Linked DNA regions of Mus musculus: region 1 is linked to region 2. Evidence: chromatin contacts called from public promoter capture Hi-C data. All regions are on one chromosome and are shown on one strand. Each heading gives the region's core, a stretch centred on a gene start, on an enhancer-like site or on the middle of the called end of the contact. The rest is flanking DNA. Distances are from core to core; before and after follow the strand shown. Region 1 holds the start of Ano3 (anoctamin 3). Region 2 holds the start of Muc15 (mucin 15).

Region 1 (4,320 bases), core at 1,073-3,572, 230 kb after region 2:
AAATCAAGAGTCTTCATATTATTCATAAATTAACATAAAAGGTAGATAAAACACTTTTCTAAAGGTATTTATCTAGTGACAAAGGCAAACCTAAAATCCAAGACACCAAACTTTCAGGACAGAATTTCCATCAGTTTAATATACACTGTTCTCAGGAAAACACTCCCAGGTCAGCGTGTCTTCCTCCTATTTGCAAAATTAAAATAGCTGATCCTTATTGTGAATTATCTTTGCTTAGCAGGTCCCATCCTAGAGAAAGAACTAGAACAACAAATGACTGTTGAGCAGAGACTTAGCCTCTCCCAGGGATGAACCCCTTCGTGGTTATTCAAATCAGAGTGGTCAGCCTTGGTAGCATATACATGCAAACAACACAGCCAGACTCAAAAGGTTGTATCTATCTATATATCCACGCATAAGCACTCAATATGTGTCTGTATGTAGCAATAATAATCAGAGAAAAACAGGGTGTCAACTTGAGTGTAGGAAGGGACATGGGAGGGATGAATGGCCAGGAACCTGGAAGGACTGGAGGGAGAAAAGCAGAGGAAAGACATATTTTAGGAGACAACATAAACTAAAACCATTTAGATAAAAATTAATCTTGCTCCTTTGTTTGTCCTTCCTTTTCCTCATGTTTACCTTTTCACTAATGATAATTTTTTTTGTGTGCCAAAAAGTGAAATTAAAAAAAAAAAAAAATGGCTCATGATGCACCATAAAGGAACACTACGAAATGCCATGATATGTACAGTTTATCACTCTTTTGAACAATGACAAACAGTCTCAAAGTTGAGAGGCTTTTGCTCTTTAACATACAACATAAATATTCTCACATAGTAAGATATTTTGGGGGGACATTTCAAGTTTCAGGGTCCCCCGAAGCATTAAAAAGTAACAGTATGAGACAGTTTCAAGTTTTCCATATCTTTCTTTTTCCCCCATAATGTTTATACATGTTTAATGAGGCAAGGAAATAAAACTTCTTGAAGTATTTTATTTTTCCTTAGAACACTTTGAGCTTAAATAGAACTTCACAGGAGCCCAAATTCACCTACTCCCACCGTCTCTCACTTTGTACCTAATTCCAACATACATTCAAAAGAGGATTCATGCAGATTACAGTTCCTGATGGGAAGTTCTTTCAGCACAATATGCTGCCTGAAGAATAAATCCCGACTAGGTTATTCTGGGGATATCCAAAGTTTTTGTTTGTTTGTTTGTTTGTTTGTTTAGAAACAAAGCCAAAGAGATACCATAAAGCAGTCATTTGGAGAAAGAATTTTAGAAGTAAGATTTCAATAAATTTTTATTTCAGTGAAAATGGAATGAATACTTGAAAATTACATATTTTAATGATTATATTAACAAATGCATCATAATTACCATTATTCATTCAGTAAATGGCATTAATGTTGAATAACTGCATAAGAGAATACCATTTCCAGAATCTATGTTAAAGAAATATGTGCTTTATGAGAAGCCATTTAAATAACAAAGCAGAACAAAGAGTGATTAAAAAAAAACATTCTTGATCTGACCATGCCCACGCAACTAGTGAAAATTTTGTGAAAGCTAAACGGTGGTCTGGGAAGTTCCAGGAAGACCCAAATACACATAAAAGTCGGAAACCCGTAATAAAAGTGGGGTCAGAAGAGAAAGTTTTCCAAGGAAATTATATCTGGGACCAGTCAACCGCTGGGATTTTTCCACGAATGCATTTATTATACAATTTTTCAAGCTCAGCACAAGTAATAAATTCTGCTCTTGTGAATCTTACAGGGTACTAGAAGCGCATACTGAGGCAAATATAACCCAAAATTTCACTCTTCAAACCCAGGGGTACTGCAGGAACCTTATCTGTTTAAACAGTTCACTGCAATGCACTGAAGGAGACTTAAGCGATATGAACAAACAAGTCCTGACATGACAGATTCTGTTCCCTCCCGGGCGCTGTGCGGCTCCGGATATCAGACTTATCTCCGTTGCAGGATAAAACATTAATAAAATGGGGTCCTAACTTTACAGAGTTCCACAGCTCTTCAACACAATACACGAGTGAAAAGGATGCTTTTGCAAGGAGATGCAGAGCGGGATGTGGTGCCCCCAGGGAAGAGAGAGAGAATTCTCACTGACCTTTTTGCTGTTTAAAGGACTGAATGGAGCCTGAGTGGTGGACCATTTTCACTCTGCGCGATCCAAAGGAGTTGAGGAGCTGTCGGAGAGGGATGCAGAGGAATTGCAGCCAGACTTTCCAGAGACACTCCTGGGGCTCTGAGTAATCCCAGAGCCACCAAGCTCATCGCAATCTGACACCTGCTTTAGCCAGCACTTAGCTCTGAAGGCTGTGTGCCCGCCAGTCTCATCGTCATAGCAACGTGGGAGGGCAGTCCGTGGCCGGCTCCCCTCAGTGGCTACTTCTGAAATAACCCCACATCCCGGCTGTTTCTCAGTGCTGCAGTGAGGGTGGGTGTTGTAAGGGGTTTGGTGCACGTGGGAGAGGAAGAAATTTCTTAAGGACAAGGCATAAATCCAAGCATTCCTTTAGAGCTATCACTAATGCACTCATTTTCAAGCTCTAAACCTCCTTATCAAACCCAGGCACCAGTATTAATTTCCTCGAAGTTGGTCTGTAAATAAAGAAGGGTGAAGCTGGCATCTGTCCTGACAAGAGGATACTAACAGATGTAGTTCTGTTTCCATCCTTCCTTCTTAAATATTCATGTGGGAGAGACCACAACATCCATGATCTGCCTTAGATAAGCACTAAGTTCTAGCATGCAACATTTAAGTTTTTTTTCTGCTTCAGCTACTTCGATTTTAATTTTTTGTGCGATACTGAAAGGTTTAATTCTTTCTAACAGATGCTGAAGAAATATCAACAATGGTACTCAATATAATCATAATTAAAAAGCCATAAAAATAATCTTATATTATAAAAAGAACCTGAAGCTCACAGCAACACACAAGTTCCATTATCACACAAATGGAAACAGTGTTTGGGAACACAAATTGGGAAATGAAGATACCTAACAGTCAAAGAGAGGAAGCAATCATGGCAGAAACACATGCAGTGGTTAAATGAGGGTAAGAACCAGCTCAAAATGGTTTCCAGTGTTCTCTCTCTCTCTCTCTCTCTCTCTCTCTCTCTCTCTCTCTCTCTCTCTCTCTCCCTCCCTCCCTCCCTCCCTCCCTCCCTCCCTCCCTCCCTCTCTCTCTCTCTCTCTCTCTCTCTCTCTCTCTCTCTCTCTCTCTCTCTCTCTCTTTTCATATAATCATGATTTCCTGATCCCAAATTCCTCCCAGAACAAGTTACATAAGGTATTATTGAACAGACATGCAACAATAGGGTCTGTTGGTTCCTAAGTTTGAAATTGTGTGAGACCAATTAATTTAGAATAAACTGAAGGTCCAAATAAAAGTAGATTTTAAAATGATAATGAAATTTCACAATTTTTAAAATCTCAAATAATTTGAATTATTGTTAATTTTTCTCTGTCTTCATACTTGTTGAATGATTCAAAGATGATAAATGTAGTAATATCAGCTTCAAGGAAAAAGGCATTCCCGTTATTCAGAGACATATAGACCCCAGAAACTTTAAATTGTGATTAATTATTATTTGTTATGGTTACTTATAAAGTAGATAGATTCAATAAGGCAGTTCTCTGGGTACTTTTTATTTCATTAGTAACAGGTTGTGAGATCATCTGAAACAAGAAATGGAACAGGAAGGAGGAAGTCAGAGACACCAGAGGGTCTACTGCAATGTACCCTGAGTAGAAAGAATATCAAGGACTATGCCATGATATTGAGCAGTGAATAATAGACACACACACACACACACACACACACACACACACACACACGACTTAGTGTGCCTACTGTGAAATGAGGATCTAGCAAAGACCTTGTCTATTGTCTCCAAAAAGACATGGTAGGTGGCTGAACAGATGTCAAGAAGGGTAAAGGGCACTAACTGCTCTTTCAGATAGATTAGTTATGACCTCAGCATCCTGTTGTAAGGTCAGAATTTTTCTTTAACTCTAGTCCCTGGAGATTATTCTAGTCTCTGAGGCACTGTACACATGTATATTTAAATGCCATGCAGGCAAACCAGCATGCATATAATATAATTAAAAACAATTTATTAAAAGGAGTGCAAGTCCATTGTATACCTCTATAAAACAAAACAATTCTCAAACCTATAGCTCAGGAAACATTGCTGAAAAGGGGGGAAGAAAGACCCTAAGATCAGAGGATGATAGAATTTATTGTGAGACTGAGTCTATCTCCTGGTAATGTCAGAAATTACACCCA
Region 2 (4,238 bases), core at 11-2,510:
TGAAGTCAGCAAAAGGTAATGGTATTTCTACATATGTCTAGGAGACTGTCTAGGGGTAGTGTGCATATACCCAGGGCTGTTAATTTATACTCTGTCCCTGAGTTCAGACAGAGAATATTCCCATCCTCAGTAAAGTCTTCTTCTAGTAACTTGAGAACTTGGAGATAACCAATTGAACTCTATTTAGCCATCTTTCAGCAACCAGTATTTGAGTGAGTTTACCATGTTTTTCTTAATTCCAATGCAGACACAGCTCAAATATCCTTTGAGTTAATGCATTTTAGGAGTATAATTTCTAATCAAACTCTGGGCCAACATTTTAACTTCTGAAAATTTAAAATGATAGCATTACCTCATTTTTTTTTCTTGAAACCAATTAAGTGCATAGATTCTGTACAATCAAATAGCTCAATGCCTTTTAGGTGAAGTTTCATTTACCACTTTAGCCATTGGAAATCTCACTCTTTGTACAGCAGGAAACAAGTGTAAACCTTGCGTATATTAATCAGGAGAGATTGATACCAGTGCCCAAATATTGAAGGAAACACTGCTCCTTTTGATAAGACATGGAAGGAGGTGAACAGAAGCATGACAATTTGTTACTAACTCAGGTATTTAACTATGAACCAGGCCCTCCAGAAATCTACTCTAATTTGAGCCACAAAGCAAACAGAACACAGAATGGAAGCTGCTTGATCAAGAGCGCTCCTGGGTCATTCTCAGGTAAGCCCCAGTGATTCCCTAAAGGTTGGACAATCACTAACAACCTCAATTTAGTACTGGACATTATTTCTATAGTAACCCCCTCTACAGAGCTCTTGAATTGACTGTGTAAAGATGACTTTCTACAACATCAGTTTTAGTACACTTCAGGTTAGTCCCTGACTACTGACCCCTCCGGAGTTGTCACATTTAGGTTTAAGGTCACAAAGGGTCACTGCAGAGAAGCGAAGAATTTGTTTATGGGTTGTAATAACTTTGGGCTAGCATAGAGAAGAAGTAGGTGTGGCACATGACTCACTGGGGCTTCCTTGCCTGCAAACAGGTACCCAGCAAGTTAAGAGTTCTTAATACTCCAGAGGATGCTATCACCCCTCCCCCTCAAGAAATAAACAATTCCCTTTTTGCTACTGCTGCAAAGAACCAGACTATCTTAAAATCAGTCAAAGTAACCTATGAAAACTAGAGGGTTGGACTTTCTTCAGACCTGAGTGAGGTGATATCCTATTGCTTACAGCTGAGAGGCAGGTCAGTCAGGTTCTTGGCTGCTCTATTACACAAGCAAGATACTGCCAGCCAGCCAGCAGGCCGGCCAGCCCCACCCAATTTTGTTTCTCTAGCATCTGCCTGTGTCCTGCTCAATGCCACACTGTCAGACTTAAGCCACCTGCTTTTCCGTGTGCTGAGGTCTTACTGTAGCCAGGTCAACAGCGCTATTTTCTTCACCATCTGTAAATACCTGTTAGTTCTGAAGGTAAGTGTGTGTTCCTTTGGATCCTCTCTCTCTCTCTCTCTCTCTCTCTCTCTCTCTCTCTCTCTCTCTCTCTCTCCCTCTCTCCTTTATCAAAGAGAATCACAGTGGCTTCAACTTTTGACAGAACAGTCAGGCAAGTAGCTACAGAGACTCTAGTATAAACAGGCCATTGTTTCCTTAGTTAATTACCTTCTATATTTGCATTGCTAAATGAATAAACTTTAAGAAGCACTGCCAAAGTTGCTAACTGAATAAAGAGGCAGAAAAGTCATTTTAAGTGTTTACAGTGTCCTCAGTCAAGTCTTAATAAAGCCATTAAAGCGTTAATTGGAACTGGTGACAGGAACATAAGCCAAATAGCTCTAAATTATGCATTTCGGCTTAAAGTTTCTTTTTAAGTATAATATCATTTTGAGGGGAAGTTATATTTATATGCAATGAATTACAAGCTTTTATACATCTTTTTCAATGGTGTTCTTAACCAAAAAGTTAAAAACTGTACATTTTCATTATTTTATCTAGCATGCTTAGTACAAATGACTGGAATTCCCAGAAATTTCAGAAGGCTAAGTCCCTCACAGAAGGCCTCCTGTGGAATGAGGATTTAAATAGGGTTTGCAGAAGCCATTTTCAGCTTGCTTCCCTGACCTACTTTCTTTTAGATTCATAGAGGCTGTTTCTAAAGACAGTGAAATGTGATAGACATCTAAACCTCATGCCTGGGCATTTGGATTCAGAACATATCTTTTGAACACACATTCTTTCTAAGCTTTGTAGTCATCCACCTACTTTTTCTCAGTTGTGAAATTCATGACTCGAGTCCCAAAATAGCAAGCAGGATGTCATTCTCTCTCTCTCTCTCTCTCTCTCTCTCTCTCTCTCTCTCTTTCTCTCTCTTTTCTAATGTTTATCTGAATCTCTTAATAGAATGATAGAAAAACCTTAGGAAATTTCTTACAAGGAAAAATATCATTCTACCTTTCTTTACCAAATATATATATATATATATATATATATATATATATATATATGTGTGTGTGTGTGTGTGTTTAGTACAAATAGAATTTCTGACTTCTCATGATTCTAAACCTTTGTATAATGAGAGAGTTCTAGACATAATTTTCTTAAGTTCCCATTAATGTTGCTCCAGAGATGATACTCAATGCTGACCAAAATTGCCAAGGCTACTCAGAATAACACTCAAGTACTCAAGGTCTGCCTGAAATATTAGCCACATGGATGACTGTGGTTTTAACGACAAAAGTAAACAAATAAATAAACCCATCTACGTTGGTAAGGTAAGGTCTGTGACAAGAAACAATCAAAAGCACTTGGGTGAAGTGGGTCTATACCTCTTAGGGATGCGTCACAAGAACATTATATGATATCTTCCATATACCTAAGCTGATGCTGTTACTTTAAACTCTGTTTTGGACTGAGTTAAGAATTAATATTATACTTTTTCCTGCATGAGTTTACAGCCAGATATAGTCAGCATGCCTCCTTATTCTTAAAGCTTGGATAAGCAGAATAACTCAACCACAAAGGGAGGTTCAGCAGAGTGATGACATTGTACAATGAAGAATAATCAAAATGAAGCACAGGCAGCAGGTTTGCCTCCACGGACATACATGTGTCTCCTCTCCCAGGGTTTCCAAGCTTTCTGTGGAGATCTATCCTTCAAAGTTAAGAGTAAAGAAAAGGTGAAGGCACTATTCATCTTCCCTATGGAAAAATTATTCAAAAACTGAAATATACTCTTTGAAATTATATTTTAATTGTTGTTAAATTAAGAAAAAAACCCTGTAAAATAGCATCAATTTCTAGATGTTTAGAATATGCACTTAACTGGACAGTGGTGGCACATGCCTTTAATCCCAGCATTTAGGAGGCAGAGGCAGGTGGATTTCTGAGTTCGAGGCCAGCCTGGTCTACAGAGTGAGTTCCAGGACAGCCAGAGCTATGCAGAGAAACACTGTCTCAAAAAACCAAACCAAAACCAAACCAAAACACACACACACACACACACACACACACACACACACACACACACACACACACACAAAGGAAGGAAGGAAGGAAGAAAGAAAGAAAAGTTAGAATATGCACTTAAGGTATCACAGCTTCCCTCAGAATTTTGTCTTTCTGTTCCACATCTCATCATCTGAACCTTAGTTTTTCTGGCTTGTGATGATTACAGATCTGTTTTTGTTAAACTTCCTAATCTTCCTTGGATGTTAAGCCTTTAGTATTACTCCTACCCAGGTGCAAGAAGAGTCAAAAACACAGGAGAAAATATCCTGATAATTTCTTTCTTTAAATATTTCATCTTTCTCTCAATTTATCACTTTTTCCCCATTATATAAGCCATCTTGGTAGATGGTAGATGAACTTGGGCAAACTCAAGCATGCTGAAATTCATGACCCATCACAATTAACTACAACTTAATGTATTACATAGACAGACAACGTTGTTTAAATGCTTGGATCCTGGATGGAAAGAGGCCCAAAGGATAGTGAAAGGAGAAAGATGGAAATATGATCCACTGTCTTCTGAAAGATCCCGTTATGCTCGTTACTTGCTCTTACTCCTCGAAGTGTACGTTCTTGAGTTCAGTGGGGTCTAACTTAGCCCGAGTCACACAGTCCTTGCTTTTGCAAAATTCCAGAGCTAGAGTTTTTGAAAACCTGATGGCTTACGTTTTGGGCTTCTTTTATTCCCGTAAGATGAGGCATACCTAACTAAGATATGTTACATGGTAAC

Evidence for each region. Promoter capture Hi-C pulls out the DNA fragments that hold promoters and counts their contacts.
Region 1: a contact with region 2 is called in a promoter capture Hi-C map of hippocampal neurons, with 6 times the contacts expected there. The contact joins the promoter of Ano3 here to the promoter of Muc15 in region 2. A contact is called at or near these places in 12 of 39 promoter capture datasets (the 3T3-L1 cell line, 3T3-L1-derived adipocytes, the HPC-7 cell line and 8 more), 3 of 484 Hi-C or Micro-C datasets (cerebral cortex, cortical neurons and frontal cortex) and 1 of 9 other capture datasets (adipose tissue).

Annotation. Positions count from the first base shown.
Region 1 is chr2:110,947,922-110,952,241 of GRCm38.p6, forward strand. Ano3 (anoctamin 3) reads right to left here and starts at 2,323. Exons shown (of 27, transcript NM_001128103.2): 1 at 2,137-2,323. The coding sequence starts at 2,182.
Region 2 is chr2:110,720,234-110,724,471 of GRCm38.p6, forward strand. Muc15 (mucin 15) reads left to right here and starts at 1,261. Exons shown (of 4, transcript NM_172979.3): 1 at 1,261-1,474. All of the region lies in intron 14 of Ano3 (anoctamin 3), which reads right to left.